Linked DNA regions of Astyanax mexicanus: region 2 is linked to region 1. The links are chromatin contacts, called in public Hi-C maps. All regions are on one chromosome and are shown on one strand. The core of a region is the stretch at or near the end of the contact, and the rest is flanking DNA. Distances in the headings are between cores, read along the strand shown.

Region 1 (4,114 bases), core at 924-3,423:
ATTAAAGGAGATGTGGAAAGTGAATGTATTACCACTTTAAAATAAGACTACCTTTATAAAGGGTTTATAAATGGTTTACAATTAGTTTATTAATGGTTACTAATTAGGTTGTAACTGCCTTAAAAATCCCGTAAGCCCTATACTGTTGCCCTTTCTATATACGTGTTATAACTGATTATTAATGATTTTTAAGGCATTTACATCATAATTATTTACCATTAATAATAATAATAATAATAATAATACCTGTAAACCATTTATAAACCCTTTATAAAGGTAGTCTTATTTTAAAGTGGTACTTTTTCTTATCTTGAAGATCAAATAAAAATTAGATTAAAAAAAAGGATGCAAACAAGTGATATTTACACTGTGAACACTCATTTTTTTTTCACCCACAAGGGCAGCTGTGATCAAAGGCTGCTTCAGTTTGTGCTCCACTGTTTAACAGTTCTTTTTATAAAGTTCTTCCCAAAGCATGATGGGAAATAATCTACTTGCAGTGCTGCAAACAGTGATGCTGCTTGATGATTAATGATTCCTGTCTTTCTCTAGGCAGGTGCTGGGCTGGACGAAATGAGCAAAATTTCTATCACAATATGCTGTAGTATGATATAATTATGATGATATAACATTTAGACATTATGTTATTATGATATAATGTCTGTACCTACAAACTTCTAAAAAAAAATTAAATATATAATATAAAATAATGTTTACTGAAGGAGTGGGCAATATGGCCAAAATATTATTTATATATTGTATATAATGATATTTAAAGACATTTACCCAATACCTGATATTTATCACCATATTTTGACATCCAGACCATCAAGACATAATGCATCAGTAGTTCTTGAAAGGTTTTTAAACCAGTTTTTTAAAATATAAAACATATATACAACTGCTGTTTGGCAAAAAAGAACTTGTATCTTCATTTTTTTACTTTTTTAATATTTATATGTATGGTGTTCTTTAAATTGTATCAGAATTTCATGATAAATGGACCAACAAATATCGTCATAACATAACTTAGTATAGAATAAAATCATTTTACAAAGATTTCCATTAATTAGAAGCTTTCAATGTTTTTTCTTCTTGTTCTGTAAAGTTGAGTAGAGCCATCACGAAGATAAAAGGATAAAAGGAGTGTCGTCGACACTATGATTACAGATGATGTCCAGTTAAAAAGCAGCACTGACGTTATCTATAACATGTTCAGAGTATAGAAAAACAGTGTATTGTGAGTCAAATAACAAAATCATGATATGTAAAATATTGTCATATTGCCCAACTCTAATATTGAATTATTGTAAATGTATTAAAAACTTGTATCATCGTTATTAAACATTTTATAATACACAATATCTATTGATATTGATTTATTGCCCAGCTCTAAGTGTTACCATTGTGTTGTCTGATAGGTGTGGCAGTGGCACAGGAATACTTGTGAGTGAGAGCCTGGCTCTGGAATAAGGGGATAACTGGGGGGATTCTGCCTGTCTGGTTGAATGGCAACCATACAAAGAAGAGAAGAGACAGAAGGAGAGATGGAATTGATTCAGAAAGTGAGCATTACTGACCTTAATGCCCTGCTGCTGAGAGGTGAGGGTGAGCTTGGTCTCGTCCAGCAGCAGAACCTCGCAGTAGAACTCCTCCTGGACCGAGCAGAAGCAGCTCATGGTGCCACCAAAATCCCTCCTCTAAAAAACTGCCACTCAGATTCCAGCCAGCCTGTCCAGCTCTACCCCAGCACCATGACCAGCACCATGATCAGCCCGGCCACCTCACCCGCTCCTTCACTTTCTGCACTTCAGCTTCCTCCACCTTTTTCCTCCAGTTTAATTCGGGTGGTTTATGCGCTCCTCCGTCTGACAACGGTGCAATCTGGCAACCCGGCTAGCCCTGCTCCTTTGTGGGGATCAGCGAGTAACACACTTCCATCCGCGCGCTGCTGCTGCTGGAGATAAGAGGGGGGGGTCATGAGTGAGAGTCCGGTCTGCAGGTGTTTCCCGCTAAACCTGCACAGGTAACTCCAGTTAGTACAGTTTAATCGCTTCTTCTTCTCTGGTTTTGTAATAAATCGCGCTGTTTTTGGAGCAGAAGCTGCTGAACTGTTCAGAAGCGCAGACGCGGTGAATGCAGGACTCCGGCGCTCCGTTGCCAAGCAGCTATTATTTACCCCACCCGTTATCGGTCCAAGCCCCGCCCCCACGCTGCCATTGGTTAATAGTTCTTTCTTTCTTTCTTTCTTTCTTTCTTTCTTTCTTTCTTTCTTTCTTTCTTTCTTATTACTATTATTTACCTACCTGTCCCTACCCCACAGTTCCATTGGCTAATAGTTCTTTCATTCTTTCTTTCTTTTCTTTCTTTCTTTCTTTCTTTCTTTCTTTCTTTCTTTCTTTCTTTCTTTCTTTCTTTCTTTCTTTCTTTCTTCCTTCATTCTTTTCTTTCTTTTTCTGTCTTCGTTTCTTTATTTTCTTCCATTCTTTCTTTCTCTCTTTCTTTCTTTCTTTCTTTCTTTCTTTCTTTCTTTCTTTCTTTCTTCCTTTCTTTCTTTCATTCTTTCTTTATTTATTTTCCTTTTCTTTTTATTTTTATTATTTACCCCAGTGGTCATTATTTTCTGACCAAGCCCCGCCCCCACACTGCCATTGGTTAATATTTCTTTCTTTCTTTCTTTCTTTCTTTCTTTCTTTCTTTCTTTCCTTTTTTCTTTCTTTTTTATTATTATTTACCTACCTGTTTTCCGACCAAGCCCCGCCCCCACACTGCCATTAATTAATAGTTCTTTCTTTTTTTCTTTCTTTCTTTAATAATATTTTTTTCATGATTTTAATGTAACCATCTCAGAAATATCATGATAAAAATAATTTACATAGTAACGTATATAAATATTCTGCCAGGATATTTTTGTTTAGATGAAGGCAACAGCTTGGAAACTTAAAATACGCATAAATTATCTTCATAAATTTTCTTAATATTCTCATATATTACTGAAAATATTATATTTATTAATGCAAATGGTACAATTGGTCCTCTTAAATGAAAACATGTAAATGAATGTGTATATGAATGTAATTAACAAAGTAAACTGTTAACCAATCGCAGCGCAGGAGGCGGGGTTCAGAAAACAGGTGGGGAATAAAAAAGCTCAGGAGCGGCGCGTCTCCTCACCGCGATTGTTCTCAGACTCCGCCCACATCCACTTTACCTTCCACTGAGACAGAGAGCGCGCGAGCAGCGGCAGCGCACTGCCCTCTGCCGGAGAGCACGCGGAGCGGGACAGAGAGAAAAAGCAGGAGGGTAATTACAGTCATTTTAGTAATTTTAGGGAGGGAGGGGAGGGACATTCCTGTCTGACTTTTTGATTTAGTGTGAGATTATTTTGAGCAGTTTATTATCATAAATTAGAATAAAATGTCATAATTATTTTGTGGTCTCAATGTATTCCTTTATGGTCTCACTCAAAACACACTTAGAATGAGTTAAATCGAAGTGATCCAGACTACGAAGGAACACATAAGGAATCATGCAGTAAACTGTAGTACAAATGTGTTAAACAAACTAAAATACCAAAATGTGAAGAATTTAGGTGCTCTGGGGAGCTTTTAACTTGAGATTTCTGAGTCTGGTAACTGGTAACTCTGATGAACTTATCCTCTGCAACAGAGAAAACTCTTACTCTTTCTATACAGTTTCATCATTCATCTTTTTTATGGTCTTTTTGACTGAACCTAAACATTCTTTCAAAGTTTTTTTTTACTTAGTTGAGCAGTTCTTGCCATATTGTGTATTAAAACATTACTCAAATAGGACTATTCACTGTATACCAACTCTACCTCAGCTTCACTCCAACTCTACCTCTTCACAAACACACTGTGACAATGCAGCTGTTAACTGAATGCCTGAATTCCAGGTGATTCTACCTCATAAAGGTGACTGAGAAAATCCAGCAGAGTAGTTCCGTAATAATAATAATAATAATAATAATAATAATAATAACAATAATAATGTTGTTTTTGTTGTTTATTATTATTATTATTATTATTATTATTATTATTATTATTATTATTATTAATAATAATAATAATACTACTAATAATAATAATAATAA
Region 2 (4,114 bases), core at 914-3,413, 54 kb before region 1:
TTACTGTTTTTAATATTGTGCTAATTTTTTTTTTATCAGTAAAAATGTTTCAAAATGACTTTCCATTAAAATTGAGTAAGGTTTTAGGATTTCCTATAAAACGGTATTTTATAAATCTCTCATAGCTTCTAGTGACAGCAGCTTCTTTGATTGGATAGTTCATGAATATCCCTTATGCTACATAACTGTAGGTTAACACAGTTCAGCAGGTGTTTGTGGCAGAACAATTTTAATAATTAATTAAAAAAAAAATATCATATTCTTCGGACAACTAAAGAACGGTTGGAATGATAGTTTGGGGTTAGAGAAATGCCCACACATGCTAGGGTTTAATAAACATCCAGTATAACACCCTCCACATTGCAAAGTCATTGGACAGCTCAACACGCTTGGATGAGAACACTAACTACCAATACTGTTACATTAGCTGGTTCCCATCATGCTGAGTAATAAAGGGGAGGTGAGGCCAATAATGCGCTCTCTTGGAATTTCCAGTTTATAGTATTTAAATGTGCATTAAAAAGATACTACTTATATAAATCCTAAGTAATGCCAAGCTGGTTTTAAATGGAAGTGAACTACAGACAAATAACTGCTATAAAAAAACAACAACAGATTATGTATAGCCAAACCCCTTTCATCATAGCGATGTGATTATCGATGTGAAAGATCGAAAGTCATTAGACATCTCTGTCTTTTGTCACACTCTGTCTGACCCCCGGTGACCTCCACAATTTACAGGGCTTTCTAAAAGCAGACCACCAGGAAAGCAGTGTGTAATTGAGTCATTGTGTTCAGAGTGTGGGAGATTCCTCACCGGTTGCGTTTTTTACGATGCTCCCTGTTGGAATTCTCCGACTCGCTGCCACTGCTGGTGTTGCCCCGGGAACGTGACCTGAGGGGCAACAGGAAAGGGTTAAAGTTGAAAAGAGGAGAAAACGAGAATAGTAATGAGATACAACAGGAAACAGAGAGAGAGAAAATCGCCATAATCTGGATTCGAACATTACTCAAATATTCACTATTCACTGTATACCTGTAACTCTACCTCTTCACTACTTTACTTTAACTGATGCTCTCAAACATCAACATTAAGAGACAAGAAATTCAAGTAATTAACTCTTGATGAGTTCAGCACAGCTGTTAACTGAAAGCCTGAATTCCAGGTGACTCTACCTCATAAAACTGACTGAGAAAATACAGCAGAGATGTGCAAAACTGTCTAATCTAAGCAAGAGGAGCTACTTTATTAAATAATTTCATATATTTTTTTCAATAGTTAGATGTGTTCAGTATTAATCTACAATGTAGAACATTTTAAGATGTGTCCAAACTTTTGATTGATAATGTATGTGGTTCAATATCAGTATAACGGACAGGCACTTTTTTTGCTTGCAAGTCCACAGTGCTGCCTGGTTAAGTTGATTAAATCTTTATTTAATTTAAGTGATTAAATAACACTTTTTATATAAAAAAAATACATACAGTATATATTTTTTATAATTTTTTAAAAGTATATTTTAAATAATTTAGGCAATTCTAATACTTAATTATACTATATTATTTAGCTAATTTACAAATCCGAAATATATAGTATATATGCAGTTAATCACATGACTAACAATTTATATAAATATAAAAATAATTATGTTTCAATAATAGCTGTAAAAACACTTATTTACTCAAGTTCAAATACACATCTGTTGCATAACTCACGTTTCTGTCCAAAGAAAAACTCAATTTGTATTTTTTTATTTATTTATATATATATATATATTTTTTACAAAACTGTTTACTATATATTGTAAATTAAATTCAGGAGACTTTTCTCACTTTTCTCAAAATCTCATGATAAACAGACAGCAAAAAGACTAAACGTCTGTTTATATATACTTAAACTGGACATTAAGAGGCTTTTTTACATTTTTCTAAACAGCTGCTTTTTGGTATACAGTGTTTTCTTTTGACAGTGTATATTTCCTGTACATAAGAGTGACGTATCGTCTCCTACCGTCTCCGATGCTGTTTACTGGCCGGGTCCTCTGTGCTCGGGTCTCTCCTGAGGAAACAGAAAGGGAAGCAGGGATTGGTTTAATCAGACTCTACAGAAACGCTGATCTCCCTTACGGTCTGCAGTCTCCACACACCGCCTGTTCCCCACCAGCGCCTTCCTGCTCTCAGACCGTGAAGAAAACGCCTCCCCAGACGCTTTGATGGTTTATCACTATTTATTTATTTCAGAGGATTCCTTTCATCACGGCTGAACCCGAGGGAGTTCAGATCTCAGAGCTCTACAGAACTCATTACTGCACACCCTGCCTCAACCAGACCCAGAGTCAAAGGACAAAACAGCCTGAACATGTTCTAAAAAATGATTAAAAAGGAGGTTTATCTGAGGATCATCTGCAGAGAGCGGTCCAAGAGATTTTTGTATTTTAATCAAATTTAACTGCACTTTGACTTGGACTCGACTACCATAAGTCTTGGTCTTCATTTTGACTCCACAAGTCCTGCTCTTGGTCTTAAACTCAGACTTAACATGATCTGGTCTGTGTCTTGATTTTGACTTGAATACTAAAAGTCTTCGTCTTCATTTGGACTCAATGAAGTTACAAGTTCTAGTCTTGGTTTTGACTTGGACTCAAATACTTGGACTCAGGTCTTAAACTCAGATCTGGTCTTGGTCTTGAATTGGACTCAACTGATAAAAGTCTTGGTCTTAAACTCACACTTGACATGATCTGGTCTTGACTTGGACGCAACTATTCAAAAGTCTGGGTCTTGACTTGGAATCGACCACAGGACTCAACCTCTCCTGGTCTCAGTATTGTCTTAGTCTTGACTACTAAAAGTCTACATCTTGACTTGGACTTAAAATGTCCAGATCTTGGGCTTATCTCCATCTTGGCCACTCCCAGTGTCAGTATTGACTTGGACTCGACTATTAAAAGTCTTTGTAGCCTAAACTCAGACTCAACATGCCATGGTCTTGGTCTTAGACTTAGACTTGACATGATCTGGTCTTGGTCTTGACTTGGACTCAACTACTAAAGGTCTTGGTGTTCATTTGGCTTCAACATGTCCTAGTCTTCCTCTTGACTAGGACTCGACTACTAAAAGTCTTGGTCTTCATTTGGACTCGACAAGTCCTGGTCTTGGTCTTGACTTGGACTCAAACACTAAAATCTTGATCTAAATGTCTTGGTCTTAAACTTAGACTTGATCTTCACTTGGATTCAACATGTCCTGATTTGGTTTCAGCTTGGTCTCTGTCACTCCCAGTTTCAGTATCGACGTGGACTCAACTACTAAACGTCTTGGTCTTGTGACTTGAGTTTGAAAAGTCTTGGTCTTGGTCTTGAGTTGGACTCAACATATTATTAGTTGATTTATTCTTGGCCACTTTTGGTCTCAGTACTCAATACAAAAACCTGTCTACTAAATGTCTGAGTCTTGATTTGGGCTTGGTTTTAGTGATCTTGAATACAACACTATAAACTCAGCCATGCTTCTGCTCAGTACAGGCTTTATTACAGTTTTTACTCACTAGAGGGAGTCAGTGTACTGCTCGCTTCACTTCTACAGACAGGAATTACCTAATATAACTCTCTCTTATACTCAAACACCAACCCCAGACCCCCACAGACCCCCGGACTCTCCCACATGTATGTATGCATGTAGCTCTCTCCAGCATTCAGCTTAATCCTGTATTGAAAATATGAGAAATCTAATCTTTCACTGAATAAAATTATTCGCACTGCCTTTCAGCGCATTCACATTCATGATCCAGGCATGCCGGCCACAGGCAAGACCAAAGTAATAGAAAAAAAAGATTATATTGATAAAACCATTGACGTGGAATACTAAAGATGTGGTGTGGAAACGGCTGCATCCAATCTATTCAACAGAAATGTATTCATCAATCCCCACTATTCCCACTGCAGACTGCAGGTCCACTGCTGCATACTGCCTGCTGATCATATCCAATTCCATTTTATATTATATAATTTTATATATATATTTTTTTATATTTTATATAAAATCTAAAAAAAGGAATTATAACATCTGGAGGCTGCTGTATATCAAAACTTAATAATAAACACATTTTAATAAA

What was found. A called contact is a pair of places that touch in the nucleus more often than the background predicts.
Region 2: a contact with region 1 is called in a Hi-C map of muscle, with 15 times the contacts expected there. The contact joins the enhancer-like site here to the promoter of epb41l4a in region 1. A contact is called at or near these places in 2 of 3 Hi-C or Micro-C datasets (both in muscle).

Annotation. Positions count from the first base shown.
Region 1 is chr20:3,156,969-3,161,082 of AstMex3_surface, reverse strand. epb41l4a (erythrocyte membrane protein band 4.1 like 4A) reads right to left here and starts at 2,173. Exons shown (of 23, transcript XM_022680884.2): 1 at 1,581-2,173. The coding sequence starts at 1,679.
Region 2 is chr20:3,210,855-3,214,968 of AstMex3_surface, reverse strand. epb41l4a (erythrocyte membrane protein band 4.1 like 4A) reads right to left here. Exons shown (of 23, transcript XM_022680884.2): 16 at 2,012-2,059; 17 at 818-895. Among protein-coding and RNA genes, the nearest start is that of LOC103032978, 27 kb to the left of the region's middle. Within about 2 kb of position 2,163, the one cell type or tissue checked has an H3K27ac peak away from gene starts, as active enhancers do.